Regions from separate parts of the Mus musculus genome. Here regions 1 and 3 are each linked to region 2. A link is a contact called in public Micro-C data. All regions are on one chromosome and are shown on one strand. The core of a region is the stretch at or near the end of the contact, and the rest is flanking DNA. Distances in the headings are between cores, read along the strand shown.

Evidence for each region. Hi-C and Micro-C count contacts between places; a contact is called where the count stands out from the background.
Region 1: a Micro-C map of embryonic stem cells shows a contact between it and region 2, with 6 times the contacts expected there. The contact joins the promoter of Evx1os here to the promoter of Tril in region 2. A contact is called at or near these places in 1 of 39 promoter capture datasets (embryonic stem cells), 4 of 484 Hi-C or Micro-C datasets (all in embryonic stem cells) and 1 of 9 other capture datasets (adipose tissue).
Region 3: a contact with region 2 is called in a Micro-C map of embryonic stem cells, with 7 times the contacts expected there. The contact joins the promoter of Hottip here to the promoter of Tril in region 2. A contact is called at or near these places in 1 of 39 promoter capture datasets (embryonic stem cells), 1 of 484 Hi-C or Micro-C datasets (embryonic stem cells), 1 of 115 datasets of contacts at active chromatin or transcription factors (embryonic stem cells) and 1 of 9 other capture datasets (embryonic stem cells).

The regions. Positions count from the first base shown.
Region 1 is chr6:52,313,557-52,317,954 of GRCm38.p6, forward strand. Evx1os (even skipped homeotic gene 1, opposite strand) reads right to left here and starts at 1,276. Exons shown (of 4, transcript NR_038163.1): 1 at 1,215-1,276; 2 at 1-14. Evx1 (even-skipped homeobox 1) reads left to right here. Exons shown (of 3, transcript NM_007966.4): 1 at 1-715; 2 at 2,182-2,438; 3 at 2,977-4,398. The coding sequence starts at 289. The coding sequence ends at 3,543.
Region 2 is chr6:53,817,668-53,822,349 of GRCm38.p6, forward strand. It overlaps Tril (TLR4 interactor with leucine-rich repeats), which reads right to left and starts at 3,158. Exons shown (of 1, transcript NM_025817.4): 1 at 1-3,158. The coding sequence starts at 2,568. The coding sequence ends at 139.
Region 3 is chr6:52,260,953-52,265,382 of GRCm38.p6, forward strand. It overlaps Hottip (Hoxa distal transcript antisense RNA), which reads left to right and starts at 1,823. Exons shown (of 2, transcript NR_110442.1): 1 at 1,823-1,912; 2 at 4,417-4,430.

The sequences.
Region 1 (4,398 bases), core at 26-2,525, 1.5 Mb before region 2:
CGTCACCAGCGGTACTGTAATGACGATTGCAGCAGGAGGATGACAGCTTAGAAAGAAGAGGGCAATGGGGCTTCCTCCCAGAGGCGGTGCGGCACAGAGGAGCGCTCGCATCACAAGGTGACCCTAGCTCCCCACTGCCATCTCCGCGGTCGCCGTCGACACGGCGCTGGGGCTACCCGGCGCCTGCCTTGTCGCCTTAGCTCCTCTTCTCAGCCAAGATCCCAGGGAGCCTGGGATTAGGAGCTTACTTGGGGGTTTTCCCCCTCCCCCCCTCTGGAGAGTCCGGGGATGGAGAGCCGAAAGGACATGGTTATGTTTCTGGATGGGGGTCAGCTTGGCACTCTGGTTGGTAAGAGGGTCTCTAATTTGTCCGAAGCCGTGAGCAGCCCGCTGCCTGAACCGCCAGAGAAGATGGTGCCCCACGGTTGCCTGAGCCCGCGAGCCGGCCCTCCGACTTCCCGGGAGCGTGGCGGGGGAGGCCAGGAGGAGGAGCCGGTCGATGGACTAGCAGGCAGTGCTGCAGGGCTGGGCGCCGAGCCACGGTCTGCTGGAGCGGCCATGCTTGGCCCGGGACCCCCAGTCCCCTCCGCGGACAGCCTCTCTGGCCAAGGGCAACCTAGTAGCTCAGACACCGAATCGGATTTCTATGAAGAAATCGAGGTGAGCTGCACCCCAGACTGCGCCACCGGGAACGCCGAGTACCAGCACAGCAAAGGTAGCCACCTTGCCCCTCCGCTCCCCGGTCCGCCCACTCCACCCACAGTTCCCTTCATCTCAGGCCAGGTGCAAGATGCTCCTTTCCCTTGGGGCAGGATGGCTGGGGGTTGGGTGAGTGGGGCGGGGGCACCTGAACAACTCTTTTGCTCTCTGCACCTTAGTGTGTGTGAGGGCTCTCGTGTTATCCCATTAGAGTGACAGTTGTGCCTGGACGAATGTCAGCGTTGGCACAAGTCTTGACTTGAGGGGTCCAAAACGCACCCCAACCTCCCAACCCCCGAGTTTTGTGGGAATGATTCAGCTAAGACGGAAAGACACATCCGTCGGGTAGGGCAAGATCAAACGGTTGTCCGGGCAGTTTGACTGGAGGGGAGCAAGGCACAAGGAGGCGCGGAAGCCCGGAGAATATAAAGGACCGTAAAATCGTGGCGGACTCTGGTCTCCGGAGGGCTGCAGCCCTCCGACCAGTTTGCACGTCGGTCAGAGGTCCAAATTACCTTGTCACTTCCCGGGCTGGCGGCGCCAGGTCGGAAATGGTCCCAATGGTCTAATTGCCTTTGGTCTCCGGTTGCATTTGAAAAGGCGGGGATTGGGCCCTCCCCCTCCCTCTTTCCCTCAGTCTCACTTCTCCACCCAAAGGAAAAGCAGCTGCAGGGGGGCTGGAGCCCCACCCTCCTCTGGGGTGGGTCTAAGGGGTTGGTACTTTAATTACACTGCTCCTTCTCACCAGGGGCTAATGGGAGTGGGGGTGGATAGCTCAGAAGGGAGTCTCTCTATACCAACAATATCCACTCCTAGGAATGAAAGACTGGAAGCCCATCAGCAGACACACCTCCACAAAACCATGGGAATGGGTGGGAAAGGCTTGCCTCTACCTCTAGGCCTAGGCAGCCAACACCACCTTGTTAAGTATCCACCTCCATCTCCTATCATCTTATCATCTATCTAACCCAGCTTCTCTACCATACCATGTCCTCACAACCCATACTCAAAATATACCACTCCTGCAATAGGTGCAACCCAACACACATCCCCACACCTGGTACTGGCATACTGGTGCACACACACACAAGATCGAGGAAGCTCACTGTATGTCCAACAAGCTACAATACATTAACCTCAAGAATTCAGTGTTCCGGCACATCCTTACCCATCCCTACCAACACAAGCAGAGAGTTCAGGGGATATGCCCTTTGCTGCACCCAGGGGCAAGCGGAAGGGAAGCCTTTAGACCCAGTATGCCTTAGGTCCAGGTCTTCCAAACAGCCACTTTAAGCCTGCCCCAAACCTTTTCTGTGTCAAGACCTCTCCGGTGAAGCTTCCAGAGCCCCAGCAGAATCAGTGACTGAGGAAGCTAAGGGGTTCTCCTTCTAATGCCCCTCCTCCAGCCTGAAGTCAGCATTTGTTTGTGTATTTGTGTTGTGTCTCTGTATGTGCACCTGTGTGCTCTGGGCTCCTGTGCAGCGCCAGGCTCCGATGCTCTGGGTAGCAGTCCTACCAGTGGCAGCGAGGCCCCCAAGAGTAACGGTGGCAGCGGCGGCAGCGGCTCTCAAGGCACCCTGGCCTGCAGCGCCAGTGACCAGATGCGCCGATACCGCACGGCCTTTACCCGGGAGCAGATTGCAAGGCTGGAGAAAGAGTTCTACAGGGAGAACTACGTTTCAAGACCGCGGAGATGCGAACTGGCAGCAGCCTTAAACCTTCCTGAAACTACCATCAAGGTAGGCTGGGCTAGGATCCTCGAGGTGGCTATGTACCTAGGTTAGTAGGAAGGAGATGTCAACGGTCTACTGCAGCTGAATCGTCTGGGCCTGGACTCTCCAATCTGGTACACTCAGAATTTCCCTCTGACAGTCCATAGTCAGCCACTGCTGCCAAGATTCCCGTCCTTTTCCTAGGCAAACAGACTACGGAGACAGGTGACTGCAAGTGACAGTGTCCCCAAAGAACAGGGAGCCCTAAATCTATGGGAAAATGTCTTTTGCCTCCCCAGATCCATTGAGGCAGGCCTTCCTCTTAGTACCCTCACTCCAGCTTGTGATGCTAAGCCCGGTGGGCAGGCTGAGCGGCTGCCCAGTCCTGCTCCCGAGGGTTTCCATCTGGGTTGGTGGCCTGCCCTTGTCAGCTGGAGTTGCTTTTGACTCTCCCCCCACTCCCCAGCCCCCCTCACTGCGAGCATGGCCCTCGCACCCCACCCACCCCCAGCCATGGGCCTGGGCCTGGCGCAGCCCTCCAAGGCGCTCCTCTTCCTCTCCTCAGGTGTGGTTTCAGAACCGGCGCATGAAGGACAAGCGTCAGCGGCTGGCCATGACGTGGCCGCACCCGGCCGACCCTGCCTTCTACACCTACATGATGAGCCACGCGGCGGCCGCGGGCGGCCTGCCCTACCCCTTCCCGTCGCACCTGCCCCTGCCCTACTACTCGCCCGTGGGCCTGGGCGCCGCGTCCGCCGCCTCGGCCGCCGCCTCGCCCTTCAGCGGCCCCCTGCGCCCGCTCGACACCTTCCGCGTGCTCTCGCAGCCCTACCCACGGCCCGAACTGCTGTGCGCCTTCCGCCACCCGCCGCTCTATCCCGGCCCGGCGCACGGACTCGGCGCCTCGGCCGCCGCCGCCGCTGCCGCCGGGCCCTGCTCCTGCCTCGCCTGCCACAGCGGCCCGGCCAACGGGCTGGCGCCCAGGGCCGCCGCCGCTGCCGCCGCCTCAGACTTCACTTGTGCCTCCACCTCCCGCTCGGACTCCTTCCTCACGTTCGCCCCCTCTGTGCTCAGCAAGGCCTCCTCCGTGGCGGCGTTGGACCAGAGAGAGGAGGTGCCCCTCACCAGATAAGGGGGCGCCCTCGGGGCTGCCGACTGCAGGATGGACGTCGTGGGGTGGAGGTCGGGGGAGCCTTCGGGGCTCCTCCAGCATCCCACCTGTCACCTCTCTTCTCAGATGCACAGGGGAAAGGAGGTGGAGGTGGGGGGGGGGACACCATAAAGGACTCCGCCTAGAGGATCCAGGAGCCCCAGAAGCGACATTGGCTGCTTAGGAGCAGGAATGGGGTGGGAAAGCGTCCCCTGGGGTGGCCAGGCCTTGCCATTCTCCACCGAAACCACCACTCTATCAGAGGTCGAGGCCTTGGTTCAACAGCTACCCGGGAACAACCCACTCCCAAGCCCCTCGTACCCTTCAACTGGGCCCCCACTCTCCTGTCAAGGGCAAGAGCTGCGAAGGGAACTCGCTGTTTCTTGGAACAAAATGCTGTGTATGCAGAGCAGGTAGAAATTAATCTTCACCAGCTTTTCCAACGCATGGCAGGGGGCTTGTTGATGGCAACATCCCAGCCATTTAGGGGAGAGATGATTTACTGCTAGGGAGATGCTTGCCACTTGGCGAGGAACCTGGGAGCCGGCTCACCTTCCCAGGGCCTCAACTACACAGCATCTGGGGAGTGGTACCCTCTACCAGCCACTGACTTCTTTCCCTATTTCTGGCTTTGTGACATCTCACGACCCGACCTGTGCAGCTCCAGCCTTCTCCCTTCCGGTTTGACATTGGCAGGGAAGGGGCAGGGGCTCCAGGGTCCCTAGGCAGCTTCTGTGGGGCGAACCTCTTCTCCCTTAACCCAGCACACAGCCTGATTAGCAAGTGATGGGTGAGGAGGGGTTTTTGAATGTTGAATGTATGTATAATAATGATCAC
Region 2 (4,682 bases), core at 1,908-4,407:
CACTTTCACATCTAGATTTCACTTGGCAAATGCACAAAAGGGAGAAAGAACAAGTCTAATAAAACTAGTTCTTCCTCTGAGAAGGCATGGGACCACGGAGAGTGGCTCCTTAAGGCCTGTGAGATCCCAAGGCATTGCCTAGTCAGCGAATCTTTGCAAGAGGTGATCCTCCCGCCTCAAGCTGCCACTGGTACCACCGCCGGTGCTGTCCATGAAGCGGTCGCAGGGGAACTCAATGAGGTCGGCCTCGCTGAGCGCGCACACGGTGGTGCGGGGACGGTGCGACTGGAAGCCTGAGAAGTCCGCGGACACACCAGTGCCCATGGAGCGCAGTGGCCGTCGGGTGGAGTACATGTGGCGAACGTGGACCGGGGCCCCTCCCTTCCGCCTGGCACGCAGCTTCCTCCGCAGCCATCGCGATCCCCAGGCTGCCAGTGCCAGGAGCACCAGAAGCGCGTTGACAGCCAGCAAGACCAAGGTCAGGAGCTGGTAGTCGACGCCACCTCGACCTCCTGCCTCTGGCAGGGTTACTAACCCTGCGCAGTGGTCTCGGGGGGCCACGGGGCAAACGCGACCCCCGAGCACACCCTCCACGCATACTAGGTAGGGGGTGTCTCCGCGCAGCTCGTGCAGCGTGGCCGAGTCGCTGCGCTCCGGCAGGTAGACGAAGCGCTGGAACTTGGGCTGCTGGCCAAAGCGGTCGAAAAGCAGGCGGAAGCGTGCGCCGCCCTGCGGCCGGGGACTGCGGTGTTCGCGAACCGCCCAGCGCACCGAGGCGCTGTTGGCGCTCACCGCCTCTACTGTCAGGTTGCACAGAATGAATTTGTTGAAGTCACAGGGGTCAGACACCAGAGGTGGCAAACCAACCCCACTAACGGACTGGACTGCGCTCTCTTGCTGCTCGGACGCTAGGCGCTGCTTTGCTGCGCGCTGCCAGCTGTCTCTGGCAGATGGTGTCCCAGAGGCGGGCTCAGACGTCGGGGTGGGCTCCGTCTGGGAGAGATTGGCTCGGGTGTGACGTCCTCTCCCCGGCTTCTCGTGCAGGTCCAAGGACTGTGGGGCAGAGCCCGGAGCCGCAGCAGAGGGGCCCTGATGGGGACCTGGTCCCCGCCGGCTCAACCTTAATGCGCTGCGGTTGCCCACCAGTTCCTTGGCAGCCCCACCCCAGGCCACTCCTGGTAGAAGTCTTCCCCGCTGCTGGGGCTGCGGCTGCGGCTGCAGTGGTAGCTCCTGCGAGAGGCCTGCAGGGGGCGTCATCCCCTCTTCTGACGATGTGGGTAGCGGCCACTGCCTACTGCCTGCTGTAGGGGAAGGTGAGGGATCCACGCAAGACCCATTCTGCAGCAGTTGGTCATCCAGGTAATCCAGGTACTTGCCCCGCAGGGCCGGGGGGTGGCGACACTGCACGAAGACCGTAAGGAGGCGACCCTGAGAATGCCAGTTGCCCATCCAGCGTTTCAGACCCCGCAACCGGCAGTCGCAGGTCCAACCATTGCCGTCTAGATCCAGCCGGTAGAGAGCCGGACTGGCGGCAAAGATGTCCCCAGAAAGGGCGCTGAGCGCGTTGTCGCGCAGGCTGAGCTCACGGAGCCGGCCCTGGTGGCCAAAGGTGGCAGGGTGCAGAGCAGAAAGCTCATTGCCACTCAGGTCTAGTGCCTCCAAGCTGTGCAGAGGCTCCAGCAGTGTCAGGGGGAGCTGGTTCAGCCGGTTACCTTCCAGGCGCAGCTCACGTAGGGCCTCCAGTCCCCAAAAGGCCTCTGGGGCGAGGTGCGTGAGCTGGTTTCCACTGAGGGAGAGCAGGCCTAGGCGTGGCAGGTGCTGGAAGACGCGGGGGCCGAGGTGCTGTAGGCTGTTGGCTGAGAGGATGAGAGTAGAGAGGGAGCGCAGAGGGACAAAGGTGGCCGCGTGGCGCAGAGAGGGTTGCAGCTCGTTGGCCGAGAGATTGAGGAATCGAAGCTTACCCAGCTGGCTGAAGGCGTTCTTGCCCAAAAAACGGATCCGGTTAGATTCCAGGTGTAGGTAGAGCAGGTTGCCCAGGGGAGCGAAGACCGCGTCCGGCAGCGCTCCCAGCACGTTCCCGTCCAGCCGTAGCTTGACCAAACTCTCCAGGCCCTCGAAGGACCCGCGACTCAGGCGTCCAATCTCGTTGCCGTTGGCGTAAAGGATGCGCAACTTGCGCAGCGGAGCCAACGTGCCAGGAACGAGCGCCTGCAAGAGGTTGTTCCCCAGGTACAGCTCCTCTAGTCGTGAGAGCTTCTCGAAGGTCTTGGGGTGGAGAGAACGGATCTGGTTGTACTGCAGATCCAGCCGTCTGAGCTGCCCCAGACGGTGGAAGTCGAAGGCGGTGATGTTGGTGATGAAGTTGCCGCCTAGGCTGTAGGTGAGCACGTCCTGGGGACTAGGCAGCGAGCTGGTCTTGGGTACAGCGCGAAGTCCCCTGTTGGTGCATAGGAGATGTTGGGGGTGCTGGCAGTCGCAGCGCTCCGGGCACACGGACTCGGCCCGCGGCGGGAACGCCAGGCAGCCGCACACCACGAGCCAGAAGCGCACGGCACCCACACCCTCCATCGCCGCCCGCCCAGCGCGCTGCGGCCGGATCGTCTTCTGGGCCGGCCGGCTCTGTGTCTCCTCTGCATTCCCCTCGGCCGGGCCTGAGTCGCTAAAAAGGCCTCTTTCGTACTTCGCTGGTGCTCCGTCCAGCCCTTCCTCTTTGTCCCGGTGGCTCGCCCGGGTCTCCGCAGGCCAAGTTCGCGGAGCCAAATCAGAAGGCGCTGGGCGCTCGGCGAATCTGGGGTGCTACTTGTTGCATTTCTGCAGAAAACTGTTTCTTCGGGTGAGCGTCGGGGGCGGGAGGAGCGAGCAAGAGTTGGTGCTTTTTGTTTGCTCTGGAGTCCGGAGAGCTGGATTCCCTGGCGCGGATTCTCCCCGCCAAACGGATTCCCCCGCTGCAGGCGGGATCCCTTCCAAGAGCTGCTGGGGTGCGGCTTGGCTGCAGAGTACCGGCCGCTAGGCCCACGTCTCCGGCGCCTGCCCGCTCGCGATCCGGGGGGATTGGGAGTGCAGCCGGAGTGAGCAGCCTGGGGGACGCGCAAGCAGCGTCCGGAAGGGACCCATGTCGGCGTGGAGCGAGCAAACCGGCGGAAATTCGTTCTTCCCACACTCTGCCCCCCGGGGGATGCAGGCGGAGAAAGAGGAGACGGCGGAGGCAGGACAGACCCCGGCTGGGGGAGGAGGAAACACTAAGTGGCTCCGCGTCTGGTCAGCCCTAGCCCGGACGCCAAGTGAGAAAAGTAGGGATTAAAAACAGCTGTACGGGTCGGCGCGCAGGCTGGGGGCGGGGGTGGATTACCGGGCGAGCAAACGGGGATTGCAGACAGAGACCTTTTTATTTTAGGCCGGTTCGCCGGCGGCTTCGGCGCAGAGGCAGGGCGCCTACATTTTACCTACTCTTCTCTTCCCGGTGCCACCCTGCAAGATGTTGAGACAACACGGAATTCCCTGGCATCGTGCTCCAAGTTTAGGGGAACACAAGATTTCCTGGCAAGGCCATCAGTGGACTGTTGACAGGACTGTTGCTCAGTCCTTTTAAAGTGTTTGGGTTTCTGGTGTCCTTTGCTCATGTCCAAGGAGAGGCACCGCCTCTTTTAGGTTCCTAAACCGAATTATCTGCCGGTTCTCGCTCTGGGAAAACCTCTGAAGAAAGCTCAGAAGTGGAACTGTTACAGTGACTGTGACACGGACAGACTTGGCTATTCAGCTAGATTAATTCTCCTGCAGTGTTAAAGCCCTTCAAATAGCCTCGGAACCCGGGCCTGTATACAATACGCTGCACAGAGCCTTTGGAGATTGCTTCTTGAGGGGCCCGCCTACTTTGTGCCAGAGCTTATAGCAATCTTGAACGTTTTCAGGCTCCAAGGTGCTCAGGCTTAGATTTCTTGGGGGGTGCCAGGTGTCGGATATTAACTTTTATTATTAATACACAATAGTGCACCATTTTATCCGGGGTTCCCTTAGGGCCAGTGTCTGATAAGAATGAAAACAAGCAAGAGATAGCTGTTGCTTATTATTTGTTCATGCAAAGCAACATTTTGAAAGTAGCCCTTCAGGATTTACTGTGTGCTAGCAGTGTGGAAAATTAGAGCCCATATCCTGGCTTCAGGGGGCTGACTGTCTGTATGGGAAGAGAGGCACACTGACAGATCACATTAGGAAACTGAGCAAGGAAGAGGAGAAATCTGCAAAGATTCAAATAGTTTAGTCACTCTGTTATGTCATTTTCTTGTTGAGCAGTTTATCAAGGGGAGTGATGGAGCCATGTGCTGAACCTGGCAGGGTGGTAAGTGAAGACTTCATGGGTACAACAGCGACCCCAATTTGGTGGGAGATGGGTTTTGGACTAAAACAGGTAAGTCTGTAGTGAAGTACACCCAGTTTACTGTGTTTTGCTTTGAGCTTCGAATAAAAGGCAACTATGGAGACACAAGTGTTTGTTTTACTAAAATGAAACAAGGAGTTTACTTTTCAGTTACTGTGACAACCCCAAACTCCTGACTCCTCTGAGTGTAGCTGCAGGAAGGAGGAGAATCTGTTCTGGTACAGTGTTACATACCTTGCCAGTTCTGCTGGTCTTGGTCAGAGACACTGTCCTTGCCGGGAAGGAGGATCATATGGGGTTCACAGAG
Region 3 (4,430 bases), core at 573-3,072, 1.6 Mb before region 2:
GAGGCTCCGGCTCGGCTCCGCGCTGGGCCCGCCGTCCCCGCCGCCGCCCGCGCGGTCCTCTGCGCCAGCTCTAGCTCCCGCCGCGCGGCCGCGCAGCAGTCACCCACGGAGGAGGCGGGGGTGGGTGGGGGGGAGAAACTAGGGCGGGTGGGGCTGGGAACACAGGGACCCCGATCCCTTCCCGGGTTTCGCGCGGAGGTTGGGAGGGGCAGTGAGCGGCTGCGGTTGGGGTGCGACCTGAGGTCGTGGGGACAAGTCAGGTAAATTCTCCAGTGGCCAGGAATGAGGGTTTGCCTTGGCCTTGGACTGGCCCAGGATGTCCTGGCATGTTTTAGGGACCTCTGGGGCTGTTTTCTTTCCAGGGATGGATACATCTTTCTGCAGCTAGACCCTCCCAAGGATGTGGGAGCTTTCGCCTGGCCGAGATTGCACTCCCCACCCCCCCCTGGGGAACAAGGGCGTTTGTTTCCTGTTGGTTCCAGGAGAAGTCTGGAGCAAGGGTCCCAGGACATTTCTCTGGGAAGTTTGGGCTGCATTTGGGAGCTCCCTTCCCTGTTCTCAGGCTCTAGAGGACAATTTCAATTAGGCCTAAGGACTCAGAAGATCAGAACAACTAATTGTATCTCCTACACTCATCACACACGCGAGCGCAAATATTCGCGCGCGCGCACACACACACACACACACACACACACACACACACACACACACAGAGAGAGAGAGAGAGAGAGAGAGAGAGAGAGAGAGAGAGAGAGAGAGAGAGAGAGAGATGCATACTGCCACATTGTCCAACTTGTATATACAGCTCGCTATTCATTCCGATGCAGCAGCTATTCTCTCTGGTCCGCAGAGGATTTCAGATGAAGAAAGCACCATTCACTCACACTCCTGTCTCAGGAGTCCGGCTGCCTTTTCCTGAAGGGGTTTAAGAGGAACAGGCCCCAGCTGGGCTGCTGGCTGGAACTCCAGCCACGGTTCTGGGACTTCCTACAAGTCACTCCATAGATCCTGAGTTGGACACTTCAGACACCTGGCAATCCACTGTTGCATTCCGTTTTGGGGAAAGAGAAAAAGGCTCTTTGGGATCCTTTCATGGTTTTTCTCCTAATAGGGGCTCAGCCTGTAGTGGGTTCAAGGTGCCGGGGTTCAGCTGATGAGTTCCTCTGTACCTTGAGCTTGGTGGGGTGTTTGTATTGGGAGAGCAACGTTTGGATGCAGTGTTTTGATAAAGGATTCTGGGGACCCTGCCTCCTTAGGACTACATGCATTTCTGGTTGTGCAAGTGTGAACTGGTCAGACATCCAGAGGGGAACAAATGGTCAAAGTGAAAGTGGTGCGTTCTGGAAAATATAGACTGGGAAGAGTTCTGTACTATCTTTGCTCAAATGCTCTGGTAGGCAGCCAGGCTTGGACCTGTTCTCTAGTCCTAGCTTGTAGACTTAGCCCTAAGCTAGAGCATCAGACATACCACCCAATTCATCTGCTGCTCTGTAAGCCCCCTGGGCTTCTGGTAAGATTGGGACCAGTAAGGCGAGGCTCAGGCTTTTATCTGCCCGGATCCTGGGTTTGTTCTGACTAATGTTAAGTGTCGCCCAATAAAACCTTCCCTGATCCCCACACCCAATTCTCCCCCACACCCAGGGAGTCCTTTCTCTCCTGACTTTAGCGGTCCTGGGTAAATATTGATTTGCCCCGAGTTTACCTTCTTACTGCCTGACCATTTGCAGACTAAAGAACCAACCTCTGTGAAGACTTGATTTCTGTGTTACTTTGGAGCCCTTTTCATCCGTCCCCCCACTCCTTCCTCCCTCTAAGTGGCATTGTAAAACTCAACAGTGACAAAGAGACGAAGTACGGTTCCAGGCTCCAATTCTCGGAGACTCTCGGAGACTCGAGGGCAGTTTACATACAGGTCAGACACGCTGGAGGCCAAGGTCAAGTTGAAAGTTGCTGTCTAGTCAGCGTGAGAAACTACAATGAAAGCCCAGAGACAGAGCCGACTGCCCACCTCCCCTCGCTCTCAATTCCCCCATCCTTTGCTATCTGGCTTCTGGCTCTGTTTGGTTTCTCAGCATCTTTTTTTTTTCCCTCTCTCTTTGTAGAGTTTTGGGGGCGGTGTTTACAGGCTGGACTGGTTCTTTTCTGTCGGCCGCCCTGCTCTTAGCTGGGTTTCTGAACCTCCGAAGTTTTCCAGCTAGGTTCGGAAAAAACGAAAACACAGCTCAGGAAGGCTCCACCAGCCGATGCCTATGCCAGTTCACCTCTGGCAGTGGCTGTACTGCTGGTCCACACAGCAGCCAAGACCAGCTCCACGTTCTTTCCTCCCCCTCAGTTCACTGGAGCCGGGAGCCCTGCACTCAGGGGAAGGGCCTCAGCTCTACAGACTGCCAAAGTCGGCTGGGTCCCTCCGGCTCCAAAAATGGTGAGAAAGGAACTCATCTTTTTCCACAGAGGAATCAGAAGCAGGTTTGTCTGGGAAGAACGAAGCAGCGGGGAGGCTTTGGGCTGCATCTTTGAATTCAGTGGGCTTTGCTTCCTACACGTGGTATCCCTGTCGTGGAAGGACTTGGAATGTGAATTACTGAAGTTTATATTTTCTTATCAATTTAAAAGAGAGAGAGAGAAAACCCAAGACAGAATTATTTAGAGAAAGTAGCATCCTTGTTCTCCCCCTGTCTTAAATCTCATACATTGATGTGGATTTTCTACTAGGCTTGTATCAAGGGCATAGGAGCATATCTAGCTCCTTCTCCCTTTCCTGGGTTGCTTCTTCACTGTTTTAAAGTATCTGCATGTCCTGCTAGTAATTGAGCTGTAGGCATCATTGGAAATTGTTTCTCATATTAGAATGAACTCTGGGAATAATTTGGGGTAAGACTTTCTAGAAATTCTACTCACTGTAAAACAGCAATTCCTCAGACTTTCAGAGGGAGAGAAGAGATTCATTAATGGTTTCTTATACAATGCTCCAGACTATACCAGACCAGCTTGGTGTGGGAAAAGAACGGCTGGAGGATGAAGCCTGACTCTTAAAGAGCCAGCAGTCTCATCCAGTGTTCTTCCTCATTTACCAAAGGCACAGGGAAAATTTGTGTGTCTGTCCAGCTGGCAGGGCCTGACTTTCTGAGCTCTTTTTGTCTTCAGGCTTGGGGTTCTTCTTGCAGAAACACCAACAACTTAACATGGTTCTCCATGGCTTAGGGAAGAGAAGTCAGAGCATTCACGGTCACCTTCAGACAATAGTGGCCATAGGAGCTCTGGAGCCAAGAGCCAGGCTGGGGTGGAAGCTAGAGAAGTCTCCACTGATGCCCCAGTTTTGTCTGATGCATGCAGATTTCTCAGCGAAGGCCTTCAAGGGCAGCATGGCTACAGCCCAGCCTTTGTTCAAGGGGTCTCCATAGGTTTTCCTAAGCTCTTGGTTTTACTAGTCAAACCTGGGTCCATTGGCGCTGACAGCCCTCTTGCATCTGGCCTGATTTGGCTGCATTTTTTTTTTTTTTTTTCTTGATAGAGGACTCCTGACCAACCAGGATTACAGGACCCTGGGCTCCTAGACCCTAGGCTCCTAGGGTTGGAGAAGAAAAGGACAAAGGGAACCAAACAGGAGGTCTGATCAGATTTGATTTTCATTTGCAAATTAAATTTACCTGCCCTCACTTTAACTCGGAAGAGGCTGTCAGCACCATTCTCTGGAACTACTTCTTTGCATTGATCTGGTATTAGGATAAACAGTCCATGGCTGGTTTTAAAGACACTTTGTATTTCGGGATATTCATGTGTTTCTAATGTATCCAAGCAGCTTTATGGGCTGGATTTGCAGGACACCTTACCCTCTGATTCCACCCCAGGCAGGCTGGGGGTGGGGGGCAAAGAGATAATGGCAAAGCAAGAAAGATTTAGAAAGGGGAAGGCAATTGAGCAGACGAGGGGAGAGAGAAATTCTCAAAGAAGTTAACTCCTCAGAATCCTTACCAGTAAACCATTTAGGAATGGAATAAGTGTGAAGTTGAGTTTCTGAGGGACCTCAATCCTGTATGCACCAGGGTGAAAGCAGCGCCCCCTTTTTGGTGTGTGTGTGTGTGTGTGTGTGTGTGTGTGTGTGTGTGTGTGTGTGTATGAGGGGGGTATCCGGGATTCTGGGCTGGCCAGAGCACAGGAGAATGTCATATGACCCATTTGAGGTTCTTGTTCTATAGAGAAGCAATAATGAAGTAAAGGAAACATTTCGTGTTGTGGGGATAATTTTGGAACATGAGTAGTCAGTCGCTCTGTACTATGGTGACCCACATTGATGTGGAGTTGGGAGGTCAAGAAAGAAAGTCACAGACCTTGCCTCTAAGATCACCCCAAGACGGACTTTGAGGAGGGCAAATTATTGGATAAGTGACTCATTCACTGCCTGCTGGATTGGACCAGGTACAACGGGACCA